Regions from separate parts of the Mus musculus genome. Here region 1 is linked to region 2. A link is a contact called in public promoter capture Hi-C data. All regions are on one chromosome and are shown on one strand. The core of a region is the stretch at or near the end of the contact, and the rest is flanking DNA. Distances in the headings are between cores, read along the strand shown.

The links. Capture Hi-C pulls out chosen DNA fragments and counts their contacts.
Region 1: a promoter capture Hi-C map of adipose tissue shows a contact between it and region 2. The contact joins two enhancer-like sites. A contact is called at or near these places in 1 of 484 Hi-C or Micro-C datasets (embryonic stem cells), 1 of 115 datasets of contacts at active chromatin or transcription factors (microglia) and 1 of 9 other capture datasets (adipose tissue).

Annotation. Positions count from the first base shown.
Region 1 is chr9:64,826,698-64,834,166 of GRCm38.p6, reverse strand. The region is part of intron 2 of Dennd4a (DENN/MADD domain containing 4A); the gene reads right to left. Among named protein-coding and RNA genes, the nearest start is that of Gm36459, 19 kb to the right of the region's middle. Within about 2 kb of position 3,631, at least 102 of the 459 cell types and tissues checked have an H3K27ac peak or open chromatin away from gene starts, as enhancers often do. A contact at or near this core is called in adipose tissue, where this site is marked.
Region 2 is chr9:64,693,359-64,700,502 of GRCm38.p6, reverse strand. Megf11 (multiple EGF-like-domains 11) reads right to left here. Exons shown (of 25, transcript NM_001134399.1): 19 at 6,506-6,742; 20 at 5,021-5,139; 21 at 3,130-3,196; 22 at 2,595-2,696; 23 at 350-406. Among named protein-coding and RNA genes, the nearest start is that of Gm36311, 11 kb to the right of the region's middle. Within about 2 kb of position 3,857, at least 41 of the 459 cell types and tissues checked have an H3K27ac peak or open chromatin away from gene starts, as enhancers often do. A contact at or near this core is called in adipose tissue, where this site is marked.

The DNA of each region.
Region 1 (7,469 bases), core at 2,382-4,881, 130 kb before region 2:
AGAGTGAATTCTAGGCCAACCAAGGCTAACACAACTAGCTCTTTTCTAATGAGAGAGAGAGACAGAGAGAGAGAGAGAGACAGAGAGAGAGAGAGAGACAGACAGAGAGAGAGAGAGAAGAAGAAGAAGAAGAAGAAGAAGAAGAAGAAGAAAGAAAGAAAGAAAGAAAGAAAGAAAGAAAGAAAGAAAGAAAGAAAGAAAGAAAGAAAGAAAGAAAGAAAGAAAGAGGAGAAGGAGGAGAAGGAGGAGAAGGAGGAGAAGGAGGAGAAGGAGGAGAAGGAGGAGAAGGAGGAGAAGGAGGAGAAGGAGGAGAAGGAGGAGAAGGAGGAGAAGGAGGAGGAGAAGAAGAGGAAGAAGAGGAAGAAGAGGAAGAAGAGGAAGAAGAGGAAGAAGAAGAAGAAGAAGAAGAAGAAGAAGAAGAAGAAGAAGAAGAAGAAGAAGAAGAAGAAGAAGAAGAAAGAGGAGGAGGAGGAGGAGGAGGAAGAATCCATGACTCAGTCGATCCTAGATTCCAGTCTGGTAAATGGGAGATAAGAGACATAGAATGTTTCAGTCAAAATTTTGATACAATGTCTTAGCTGAGAAAGTGAAAAGGATTGTGAGAAACAATGTAAGTACAATCTTGCTACCTTTTGTTTTTATTGTTTGATTTTTTCTTTAAAGTCAGGTTTCTACAATATAGCTGAAGATAGCCTTACATTTGTAATCCTTCTGCTTTAGCCTCCCAGTATTGGCATTACATGCCTGTACCACCATGTGTGTCATTGTTGTTATCTTTGGACTGCTAAATGTGATCAAGACAAATGTATGTGCTTTTACAAAGTAGGATAGTGCTCTACTTCAGGCTCTCTAAACAGCTTCAAGCAGCAAATATGGAATGGTATACATATATTTTTTTTCAAATATTTCTAAATCTTACTGCTCATTGATAGCAAGGAGTTAACACACTGCTGACCTGGTAAAACATTTTAAAAAAATAAACAACAACATCATATATAATTTCAAGTTAAAATACTGTATTTGTAAAAATACATGTAAAATTTTCAAATACCTGACAGGATATTTGCTTCTTTAGACTTCAATATGAATGATGAGTGTGGTAAAAACCAATTCCAAATACATTTTCTTTACATTTTTTTTACATTTATCCCCGTGTGTGTGTGTGTGTGTGTGTGTGTGTGTGTGTGTGTACAAGCCACTGTGAACAAGTAGAGATCAAAGATGACTCATGAGAGTTGGTTCTGTCCATTAGATGGGTTCCAGGAATCACACCCAAGCTTTCAGGCTTAGCACCAAGTGCTGTTACCCTCTGAAGCCATCTTACCAGCTCCCAAATTTATTTTCTGTCATTATGAATTCTTTTTTTAAAGTTTATTTATTTATTTTTGTGTATGTAAGTACACTGTAGGTGTCATCAGACATACCAGAAGAGGACATCAGATCCCATTACAGATGGTTGTGAGCCACCATGTGGTTCCTGGGAATTGAACTCAGAACCTCTGGAAGAGCAGTCAGTGCTGTTAACCACTGAGCCATCTCTCCAGCCCATCATTATGACTTCTTTAATACAGTAAGAACATTGATTTGACTGTGACTTTAAACAACATTTATATTATTATTCAAAAAAACCCAGATATCATTTCCTTCAATGTTGAATTTTTAGATTAATTTATTGTTGTATTCCCAGTATCACTTATTTCGACAGAACAAACTTCATTTTGATTCCATGAATCACGTAAAAAAAAGAGAGAGCTTTTAGAATTAACTGATTTTCTACTTACTACATTAGTATTTGCAAAACATGCTTCTGCTAATGGAGGCAGCAGACTACAGTTACTCCTTTACTTTCCATACATTCGCAAGGAAACAACAACAAAAAGGGCAACTAGCTGGACGTGGTGGCAAGCGCCTTTAATCCCAGCACTTGGGAGGCAGAGGCAGGCAGATTTCTGAGTTTCAGGCCAGCCTGGTCTATGGAGTGAGTTCCAGGACAGCCAGGGCTACAAAGAGAAACCCTGTCTTGAAAAACAAAAACAAAAAATAAATAAATAAATAAATAAATAGGCAACTAGTTAACTTTATTTACTAGTAGCACATCTATTGCTGATTATAGAGCACATACATTGTGGAACCCTCTCTTAACCACACACACTTTCCTTCAGATACCACATCCTGTCCTTACTTTCTGTAGTATGCTTTTATATATGTATATATGTATGTGTGTGTGTATGTATATATATATACCAAAACTATATACAGCCCGTGAAAGGAAAAGATGCTTTGTAAAGCAATGTCCCCTTACAAAAGGTGTGCAGAACCAAGCCAAAGTACAAGGAATAAACATGGCCCAGAGACCTCTGTGGGTCACTCTCACTCAGTCATCTAGCCCATTCCTTTTGATCGTGACTCTACAAACATGTGCAAGGGCATGCATGTACGTGCTCACAGAAGATCACTGGCAGTGATCATCTTGCAACTCAACAAAGCCCAATCTCCTCAGTTTAAAGTTTATGATCAATATTCATTACACAGAAACCACGGACTGGAAACAAAGGGGCAACAAAAGATGCTACAGAACAGGTACAATGGGAACCCAGGTGTGTAAGAACTAGAGAAGTCATCTTTTGTTCAAGGGCAATTTTGCCCTTAAGCTGTTAATTAGGCTAGAGCGGGAAGTAGCTAGTGTTGTCTCGGGAATACGCATCTGTTCTCAACAGAACAGGATCAGACTAGAAAGAACTTTTAATACAGTCACCTGTCTCCAGATAGACTGCAGACAATTCAAAGACTGCTATGATTTCTGTGTCTTCTATTATACTGCATGCACAGCAGTTAGATAAAGACATGGCAGGTGTGTAAATATTTAGTAATGAGTGAGGTCAAAACAGTAGGAAGCATAGGAAAGTGGAGCCATCACAGAATCATGATCGTTTGGAGCTACGAGCAAGACCATTGAGATTTTGTTTCAATTACTCTTTTTATAATTGCAGAAATTTTATAATTACAGTATAATAGCTTGCCTATAACCATAAATCAAATTATGACTTTTACTTTGGAGTTCTACTACATATAATACTTCACATTCAAGGATGGAAGCAAAGAGAGTCCTTGAAGAAATTAGTGCTTGTTATTAAACCTAGGCTTCAACAGTCAAAAAGTTAGTATATAAAAGCTCAAGTTAAACTTAACAAAAGGACAGAAAGGAACTAGTAACAAAAATAGGACTAGAGAGTAAAAGGAAAAAAAGAAAGAAGTGGAATTGAAAGATACAGAAGAAGGTTCAGCAAGCCTGCCACCAAACCTAATGACTTGGGTTCCATTGCCAGGCCCCACGTGGGGGAAGGAAAGAACTGACTTCCACAAGTTGTCCTCTGACCTCCACTCTAGTACCATGGCACACACACACACACACACACACACACACACACACGCGCGCGCGCACGCACACACACACACACACACACACACACACACAATTAAAATGCAATAAAGTTTTAAAAAATAAGAAGAGGAGGGTGGCATATAAGTAAAATAAAGGGCTAGAATCAAGCATGTGCAGAGCCTGGATCAGAAGCCCAGTACAATCTCAAATAAATAAATTAATTAAATGATAACAGATAACAAAAAGAGGAAGTGGAGAGGTAAAACGTGAGTAGAGTGAGATGAGGAGGAGGCAGCTAGAGAAGGCTTCATGTTAGACGTATTCTCTTTCAATAACTGAAATTTCCTATTGCTACAGTGAAATCTACATTGCCTGCAAAGACAAAAATCAGCTCCCACTCTTACACTGGCATTCCGTTTGTAGCCAGCATGGTCTGTGAAATCCAAGTGTCCTGGCTCACCAGCATGAGAAGGAAGTCTGGTTTTAAGTTTCCTCTCTTGCAGACTTCTTTTACTTAATTTCCCCCTTGCACACGATCCCTACGTCTCCAACTTTTTACTTCCTCTTTGAAATAGCATCTGCCTTTGTCAACCAGGCCCTAAAGGGAACTGCCGTCAGCAGGGGCAGAATGCTTCCCCCAGATAACACAAGGTCCTGTTACTCCTCACCTTACAACTGTAAGCAAACCACTCAGAATTGTGGTTCTACCTTAAATGAAGATTTAGAATTCTGTCATTTGATCAAGGTTGAACATTCCAATTTTCACCAATTCTGCCCCCTTTTAATACAGTTCCTCATGTTGTAATGACCCCCCAGCCAAAAAAATTATTTTTGTTGCTACTTCATAACCGTAATGTTGCTACTGTTATGAGTCATAACATAAATATCTGTGTTTTCCAACGACCTTAGATGACCCCTGTGAAAAGATCCTTTAACCCCAAAAGGGATCCTGACCTTAAAACTCCACAGACATAATATATTAAGTAGACTTTGAGACTCAATCCTTGAAAACAACTTTGAGAGTCCTCTTACCTTTCTACTTAATAATGATTGATGTAGTTTTTTAAATTTATATGACATAGTAGATGATCAAAAACTAAAAACAAACAGAAACTTCAAACAGAAACCTAATCATTAAGACAGGCATCTTATACAGGTATGTGATCCCCAGTGTACTGAGGAGTGGAGAAAGGTGAAGGCCATCTTTGGCTTAAATAGGGAGTCTGAGACCAGTCTGGCCTATAAGAGTCCTTGTCTCACACATAAAAAAACAAAAACAAAAACAAAAACATAACAAAAATAAAATCCTTAGTTCAATCCCAGGACCTGCATGGTTAAAAAGAGAAAACTCCCACAAGCTTCCTCTAACCTCTACAGGTGCACTGTGGAATATGTACAGAGGCACAGCTACACATGCACAAAGAAATAACATTTTAAAAAAAGAAAAGGGGGCTAGAGAGACAGCTGCATGGTTAAGAGCATTGGATGCTCTTTCAGAGGACCCAGCTTCAATTCCAATTCGGTTACCATCCATTTTAAAAGTCTGCAACTCCAGTTCCAGGGAGGCAGGTGGATATAAGCATGAAGTTCAGACACACATACAGGCAAAACCCACATACACATAAAAAATAAGTTAAAAAGTTTAAAAAAACAGAAAACATACAAATACTAGGATCCTTGGAAGAATCATGAATATTGGAAATAATTAAACTTTGGGATACTAAATTAAATTGAACAAATGTGAATAAAAACTGTAAGCCGGGTGCTGGTGATGTAATAGGAAAACGAGCACCCTTGACAAGTGTTAATAGCACTGTGAATTAGAATTTCTTCTCTTATATTCTGAAATTACTTAAAATGGATTTGCTGGATGGGAGCAGTGGCATTGGTTTTACGTTTGTTGTATTTTGTTTTGTTTGAGGCAGAGTATCTCACTCTATAGTCTAAACTGGCCTCAAGCCAGCCTGGACTACATAGTGAGACTCTGTCTCAAGAAAAGAAAGAAAGGAGGGAGGGAGCAGAAGGAGGCACAGAGGCAGATAGACAGAGAGACAAAGGAAGGAATTGTTAAAAAGTTGTCATAGAGCATTTTTTCTAATTTATAAAAAATAATTTGACATAAAACATTTAATTTTTAAAAAATTTTATGTCACATTATTATTGATCTAAAGATATTTTATATCCTATTTCCTTTAAAAGGGAGAAATTCCTTTAAATTCAGTTTTAAAGTTAAAGACCTTTAAAATCCTTTGGTCTGATCTCAGCATTTGATCAATGAGGAAATTAATTTCTAGGAAGGCTAATCTGACTCGTGGACAGCAGCACAAACCATCAGTAACAGAGCCGGGCCTGACATTGCTTTTCCCAGGTCTCTTGCCACTGCAGCCTACTCAGACCAGCTTAGTTTCAAAACAAAACCAAACAAGACCCCTACATTTTATTTCTCTGTGTAGTGTGGGAGCATGCTCGTGTCCCCTCACCCACCTGGAGCTCTGACAACAACGAGTAGAAGTCAGTTCTCTCCTTCCACCATGTGGTCCCTGGGTACTGGACTCAGGTCAGCTGGCTTGGTAAGAAGGCACGTTTACCCCACCTTGTTAACCCATAGATGACTCTTCTAAACATCCTGATGACCATCCCAGCCCTAGACAAAGTATCTCCTTTCTATTAAACAAACTTATGTTACTAGGTATGACTCGGTACTGAGATCCAAAATGTCCACTTCATGACTCTTCCTACATATCTATGTTTTGCAATCCTCCACCTTAAGCCCAAACCCATGTACACTTGTCCTCTCTCTACACAGAGTCACTAACAATACGAAGATTGACTTTGGAATAGTTAGTTATGATGCAGTCTCTCCTTCCTGAACTTTCTCGTTTTTTTCATTTTCCCTTTCTAGCATTGTATTTATTATATATTTATTATGTGTACTATTCACACACATATATATACATATATACATACACACATACATGTTTTTGTATCAGAGTCTTATTACATAGCCTGAAACTTGCTATGTAGACTAAGTTGGACTTGAACTCAGAGATATGACTGTCTCTATCTCTTAGTACTGGGATTAAAGGCATGTACCACTATGCTTAGTTACTATCCAACATATTTATCCAACATAATAAATATTTTATTTACCGAGGTTGCGTTTAATTCTCTTTCTTTGCACAGTATTGTAAAAGTTCTTTGAGGTTTAGGAGTTTTCTGCTGTACGCAATGACAGTAGTACCTGATGAACAGCACTCAATATCTGTTGAATGAATAAATAAACAAACCATGACAGCCATAATTAAAGGGATAATTTTTAAATGTGGCAGATACTGAATACCATTCAGCAAGAAAAAACTATGAAATAGAAATGTAGAAACATGGAAATTTAGTGTTGAGTAAGAACAGTTAAGCAACCAGAAGGGAATCTGAAGCAAAATAGCACTAATGTGATTAAAAGCACATACACATCCAAACCACACTATGGTAGGATGGTATCATGAACGGATTAGAATGAATGGCTACAAGGAGAAGATAATGAAGATGCAGAGCCCCCAGCAGGCTGGTGACAGAGGAGACTATGAAAAGACCCAGATGAAGCCAGCCCTCTACTCATGAGCATTCAGCTCACTCCCACTCTATGAGGTCTTAGCCACTGGATTTATCAAAGATCCAATCAATGACCTGAACAGTGTCATTTCAGTATAAAGTGTTGGCGTGAAGGAAGAAGACCATGGGAAGTGAGGAAGCACAGTCATCCTTGGAGGAGCTCTAATGGGAAGAGGCAGGGGAAATGGAGTGGAAACTGGTACATGCATGGTGCCACCTTCCCAGCCCCTTGGGCTTGTTTTTACAGCCATCATCTCTCTGGCCACATCCCCATTTCACCCTCTCAGGAGAGTGCTATAGGCACACCTCCCTTAGTTCTGTTCATTTTCCAATAAAGTAAATCTAAAAGAGTTTTTTTTTTTTTTAAAGTAAGACTGAGAAAGTTGTGCAATGATCCAAAGTAGAGAGCCTGTCCTTAGAGGCCAGGTTCTATCCCAGAGTTAAAATGTGCTATCCACAGTGAACTGTATAAAATAAC
Region 2 (7,144 bases), core at 2,608-5,107:
GGGGCAGGCAGATTGATTTTATTTCAGATTTATAATCAGTTTAACTCATACTAATTGGTTGGATAATGATGATCTACATTTCTGAAGACATTTAGCTGGCATCTATAACAAACCCACAAGCGTTTGCTAAGCAGGTGCAACTGCAATGGAAAGATGAATTCGTTATTATTAGGATCGTTCCTCCTGGGCAGAGCTGCCCAGTGGCTCTGGGTCCTGTGATCCTTTTAGCTTTTGTTTTTTTAAGGGGCTTGGGTTTTGCAGTTTCTCTCAGGTAGCATTCCTTGCCACCTCAGGTCTATAATCCCTTGCTAAGCCCTGTGTAACAGGACATCAGGATTAGATACTCTACCTTTGAAGCCTTTGTCCATAATGTATGTGTTCTGACGTCTGTCCATTCCACAAGTGCCTGCATAAAAACAGAAGGAAAGAGATGCAGGGTGAGGTTACCTAGTCCACCGGTGTCTCTTCTACCCCGTGCAGTTTTCCTCTTTTACCAAGAAAATAGTTGTTTGCTCCTAGCAGACTGCTCTACATTCAATCTATTCTAAATAATTCTGAACACAGAGGGATTCTTAAAAGGCTCATCACATTAAGATGGGCTCCAGGGCCCTCTTTTCTTTAGCTTTCCTCTTAACCTGCTCCTTGTGGGATGCCATCTGTGATCTTGTAGGTGAAGTGCCAGGCTCTGGAGACACAGGGTTAAGAGATGAAGCCAGGCCAGTGCTTAACTGGAGGGAAAGATGCAGTGAGCTCTGATTCTTTCTCTTGGCTTTGGAGACAAGGTTTCTCACCTGTTAGCTCTGATCCTGCCTTTCCTGGATCTGGGGGTGCCAGAGAGAAGTAACAAGTAGGTGGGGTATTTGATGAGTATCTTTCCAGGAAGAACAGTCACTCCTGGCCACGGCCAGTTTGCTGAGTTACTCATTTTGAACAGGGTGGAGAAGGAGAGCTTTGTTCTAAAAATGCTGCAAGTGCTTTTCAGCCCCAAAGAATTATTTCTTCATTTTGCTGTTAGTTAACTTTTTCCTGGGTTCCCAGGATGCACAGAATCAGGACATAAACTTGAGTTGATTGCTACAAGTATTCCTAGGGGTGGGATCAAGTCTGGCCTTTCCTTGTTGGGATAGTAATGTTTAACTCAGAGTTAACCCCTTCACTCTGTTGGTTTTTTTTCCCAAAGATATATATGGTGTCTAGATACACATAAGTACAGGTGCCCACGGATGCCAGAGGTGTTAGATCCTCTGGAGTTTCAGGTGATCGTGAGCTGTCTGATATGGGTGCTGGGAACCAAGAGCAGTATGGGTTCTTAACCAGACACACCCTGGTCTTTAACTGAAAACAGTCCCAAAATATATTGACTCCACCTAACTTGCCTACATTTTTTTTACACTGAAGACAAACCCACTGATACTTGGGTCCTTCCTCCACATAGAGTTCCCATGTTGAATTTGCAGGAGTTCATATCTATCTTGGCTTACGTGCCTTCCTGCGAGATAAAACAGGACCGAGCCATTCTAAAAGGCCTGTAGGAACCCATACCCTTAAAAAACATGCAGCAAGCCATGTTGACCTGGATTTATCACTTAATAATAATCATTGAAGAGAGGAGGGTATGTATACTGTTAGCCTCCACCACCCCTTCTTTATAAAACAAGAAACAGAGGTACTCTCTCCTAGTGGCCTCGGCCTAGCTGGCTGGGAGCTAACAAATGACAGTGTGGTGCTCTGGCTACAGTGGTTGAAGGTCTGTGGGACAAGGAGAACTGGGGCTGAGCCCAGATGATGCCTCATACTCCTGTTTAGACCTCAAGGTGGAGTGAAGGTAGGGACTAAAAGTCCAAGGGATATTGGATGCTTAGCCATAGTTGAGGAGCACACAGCCATCAGGGTCCTTGCAACCATGCCTACTCAGCAAGATAATTCTGAACCTGCGTGCTTCCTGCATCAGAGATCTGTGGAAGTTGACACCGTTTCACTAGAACACTAATCAGCTAGAGCCTAAACTCAAACCCAGAGCTGTCTAGAATACTGAGGCCTTCCCCGCAGTGCTTGCCCTAGAGGACCTACTTTGTAGAGAGGCCACATTCTCCGTCCATCCATTATATTTCTTTGACACTCATTTCTGTTACTGATGCACATATCCCCTTTCGGGACTTAGTTGTCAAGTGTCTTTTGACACTTCTCTCGGTACTAGGAAATGTTGCCTATCTTTTCCCGGTCTCTGCTAGACAATTCTGCCTCATTTTCTAAGAAGATGCAGTTTGGGCCACTGTTAGGTCTGGGGCCTTTCTGGAAACCATTGAGCTTTTTTGCCCAGAGAGCCAACCTTCTGTTACCAACACCATGATTGGGCTGTGTATTGCAAAATGGAGGGAATTTAGCTAGGCTGTGTCCCCTCTACAAGCAACCCCAGTTTGTCTACCTCAGCTAGCATGGTGGGGGAAAAAGGGTAGTGGGAAAGGCTGGGATAGACTGCCACCTTTGGGTAGGGCCTAGGGGCTGTAGACTAGTCGTGGGAAGGCTCCATAGGGGCAGGGATGGGGTGTAGAGCAGTCTGCTCTCAGGGTGGAAGGAAGGGCTGGGGGTCTGACCTGGTGAGTGTGGCTCAGCATGGCGGCTGAGGTGTCTAAGTTCAATGTAGAAGTCCTCGGGCGGGTACCTGGCCTCCAGGGCACTGATCTGGAAATGGGAGTCTAGTGAGAGGAATGACAGGGAGGAGCCATTATTCCCAAGGCCTGGATGGCAGGAGAAGGGGGTGGGAAGCAAAGGATGGGGCGAGGGGCAGGCCAGAAGGAATCAAGGTCTTCATGTAACACCCAGAGGGGCTGGGGCATCTGTCCTTTTCTCCTCCCTTCCCATTCCATTCCATCCTCTACTAGGGCAGAAGAAAGAAGTCCTTGAAAAGTGCCAGGTAGAGGATTCTTTTTCAAATAAACTTTCTGCTTCCACCTGGGAATCTCTATAGCCCATCCCTACACTGGGCCGTAACCACGTGCTCCCTATACACTTAACCACAGGGGAAACCATGCTCAGGATTCAACTCATTCATTTTGAGATGGGGCAGCTCCCTTCAGTACAGAGATCAGGGTGGGACTGGTGGGGAAGATGACTCAAACCACTACTGACCTAACACGTTCACATAGCTGTAGGGGGTCCAGCCTGCTGTGTCTCTGTCAAGGGACTTGTTACTGAGCTGTTTGGAGAGGAGACCCAGTTAATACCTCATGTCTCTGCTGCCCTTCCCCAAGTTGGTGCTTGGCCCAGCCTTAGTGAACCCATCCCTGAGGTGCTCCTGGGCTTCCAGGCCCTGGATGACCAGATACTATGTTACATGACAAGCTATCATGTTGTAGTTGAGGCCAGTGAGAACAGAATGTGCCCAAACCAATTTCTCAGGTGCCCATGGCATACATGGGTAGAAGCAGACATGGGGCTGTGCTGCAGGAAAGGAGGCTGGCTCAGTTCCCCATGTGTAACACAGCATCTCCAGCACAGAGGTATGGTTGCCTGCAGTGCTTGCTTGCCCCTGGGTCATATATGAGAGTTTCATGTGACATGATACAATACCCTCCCTGCATTCTCTCTTAGCTGCCCTTTATGTGAGGCAAGGATGTTACTTCAGACATGGAAACATACTCAGAGACACACAGGAGCCAGAAGCAAAGCTGGCTCTTGAACTCAGATCGTAGCTGCTTTGTCCCCTCGATGGCATCGTGCCTACCCTTTGTGCAAATGATCCGCCAGGAGGGTTCTTGTCTACATAGGGCCAGTCTTGGCCCCTGTGAGGTGAGCCAAACCAGAGAGTCACCAGTTGGCCTCCTCTGCAGTAACTTAAGTCGTCTACTGAAAGAATGGCTGACTCTTAAGACAAATAATGACATGGCCTGGAACCTTTGACTCATCCCTGGCTGGTGCCTCTAGCCTGTTGCAGCTATGATAACATAGCTGTAATCTCAAGGGCTACTTGTTGGGCAATTAAATTCTCTACTCTCAGTTCCTCAGGCTTAAAGCCACACTGAGCCTGGAAACAAGAATCTGGAGTAGAAGATGGCAAGCAGAGTGGCCAAAGCTATTGAATCTCTAGGTACCCTGCATGCAACCTGCCTGTTTCATAGAAAAGCAGCCCCAGGTCTGTGGGCTGATGATCAGTCTTCAGGGAACAAATGGGGAGGATTCTCAGCAGCAAGGAAGAGGCCTAAAATATGAAAGCTAAGCTCCTGGGCCTGGATAGATGGTACAGGAAGCCAGGTATCCTGGGATTGTCACTCACTAAATAGTCCTGCCATTCTGAGAATGTGTGTGTGGTACATGCTTAGGTGGGTGTTAGCAAGAACCCCTCACAAACCTTATCTTTGGTGGGCTGTTGATGTCTGTCTCTCAACTCTGCCTCTTACTGGTCCATCAAGGGATGCTCCACATGCTATCTGCACACATATGTGCTAAGACATCTCTTTCTAACGTTTGTAATATTTGTGACTAAGGACATCTACCCGTCCTATGACTATGGTTGTGCTTGGAGCTGTCAGGGGGGACACTGGTTCATCCCCACTCCCCTTTTCAGCAAGAACACTACAGTGTTTGTGTTCACATCAGATGTGTGTATTTGATGAAATTTATGCCCGAGTTTAAGAGGCATCAAGTGGTTAATTGAATAATGAGCCTATCACCTTAATACATTGCAGTAATCCTTGGTGAGTATATATATTGGCATATGGTATACACAGGTGTGGGATAGGATGGCTACATGTACTATTACTATGTCTGGTAGGTATTAGTTAACTACACCTGAGGCACAGGTATGTTCCAATGAGTGGGCAATGTGGTGTGGTTTCATGGGATAGAGCTTGTCTCCATACATGTTCTTTCCCTGTTATGTGATTCAGAGGGTTCTCATGTCCCATGAGTCCTAGGACTGCTCTTAATGTGGAATTTCCACACAGCCTTTATGTGGGGGTGCAGTTCCTTCTTGGGCAGAGGAGAGTGCTAAATGGAGAGAATAGTGGGTGGGGGCCAGTACCTTGGTGGGGCTGTTCCTGTCCAGAGTGCTGGCCTGGCTGGTGGCAGGCCCCCCACACGCCAGTGTGTGGTAGCTGGCATTGGAAAAGCACTGGGCATGGCTGCTACTTTGAGACAAATCTGGGAAGAGAACAAGGAGCCATATTCCATCATACACCTGCCCTTGGTTGAGATACCCCCAAACTAATGCTGGGGTTATGCAATTTTGAGTATCCCCAGCAAAGAGGCAGCTAATTTCCCACATCCTCCAAGCTGTGTGGCATCCACTAGCACTACAGCAAGCAGGAGAGAGCCCACCAGCATTTGTTCTTACTAATGCCCACCCTCTTTACAGCTCTCGGACCAGGCTTGCTAGTATAGGGTGGCATGGTCACCTGGAAGCTGCTGAATGCTGGCTCTAATGGCTTTATGTCTTCAAGTTGCTATTTTGGGTGGATTGACTTTCTCTTGATTTCCCTTATGTTCAGACCCTAGGAATAAGTAGAGAACTCCATTCTTGTTGACCCCAGCTCTTCTGAGGATTCTACAGGACTGAGAAAAATCCAGCCCTTCCTGCTCATTGTCATAAACTTTCAAAGTTCTACGAGCCTTGGCCTTCATCAGAGGATGTTGCTTTGGTTGGCCCCAGAGTAGCTGGCTAGGAGGTCTCTGAATGCATCGTCTATATTGGGGCCAGCTCTTACTACCCTGTTCCTGGCATAGAGCTATCACACAGAAGGCAACACTTAGCAGGAATGGCACATGTGGTCTGGGTACTCTGAAATTAAGCAAGCTATGAGCCATTGGAAAGGCACCACTCTCAACAGGGCAGACCTAACCAAAACCAGGGCAGTTCAGGAGCTTCTGCTGGTTAGCTAAATTTGAAGCACAAAGCTTTCTCTTCAAGGTACCAGCCCAGGGGAAAGCAAAGGATCTGGTGCAGTTCCATACACACCTCACTCAGACTACCACAGGATGCCCATTGGCATGTCTACCATACATAGACACACAGGGCTCTGGCATATCTGGTAGAGGGAAACTTCCCAAACTTGTAGACCTCTCCTATGTAAGGCACCACCTTTGTCACTATGCTTCTTGGGCACTCCTTGGGGATGGCCTGAGACCCTCCCAGGGAAGGCAGAGGTGGATAGGGTACAGCTTCTTACCAAGTGCCCTGGCTTCACATTGCGGAACCGTTCTCTGGGTTGCTTAGAAAAGTTACTACTTACTATGCCCAGCCGTGTGCGGGGGGTGGGGAAGTAGAGAGTGACACCCAGACCTAGCTGCTAGGAACTTGGGCTCCAGGAAGCAACACCTCTTGGGATGCCACAGATTTCTCCCCCCGCCCCCGTCCCCATTGTCTCTGGGGTAACCATCCCCAGGCCCAGCCACCCATCTGCAGATATAACCACCCATGTTGAACGAGAAAGTGGATGTTCCTAAGAAGACCACATGCTTCCTGCCAGGTTGTATGGGTGAAGAAGAGATGCCCGGGGCATAGCCTGACCTGAGAGAGAGTAGTCTGTGCTGGTCATCCTCATGGCTGGGGTGTAGGAGACTCGGGGAGCCAGGTCACGGCCTTTCTCTTTCTGCCGCCTCCGTCGCCAGGCAAACAGGCCCAGCAGCACCACCACCAGGAACAACAGGAGAACGATGCCGGTGACAGCACCCACTGAGTGCCGCTCTGCTCCCAGAGCTGGACTGATCTTGGTGTAGGGATTCAGCTCATCCATCATGAGGGCAGCTGTGGGCAGAGGGAGGCCTGAGCCAGAGCTGGGCCTGAGCCTCATGATTCCATCCTGCCTTTGCCCAACTTCATCCCTGCCTACACAACCCTCACAGTGCTGTTTCTTCCAATGCCAGAAAGTGATTGAGTCTCAGGGTTAAATTAAGGAAGAGAATGTGATTTAGGTGTGAAGCAAAATAAATGCTGAATATCCACTCAGGTCCACAGAGTTGAAGTTACTTGCTTTAACATGGCAGGCCTACAAAAAGGGAACTAATTACTTACCCTTTCTACATGGTTGGAAAAAATAAGTAAACTGAGTCACCAAGGTTAGGGGACGTGTCTAAGTTCACCCAACCAGTAATTCAGTCAGGAAGAACTGGCTTCTGCTACTCTTCCTGCTCTACCAGCCATGTGACT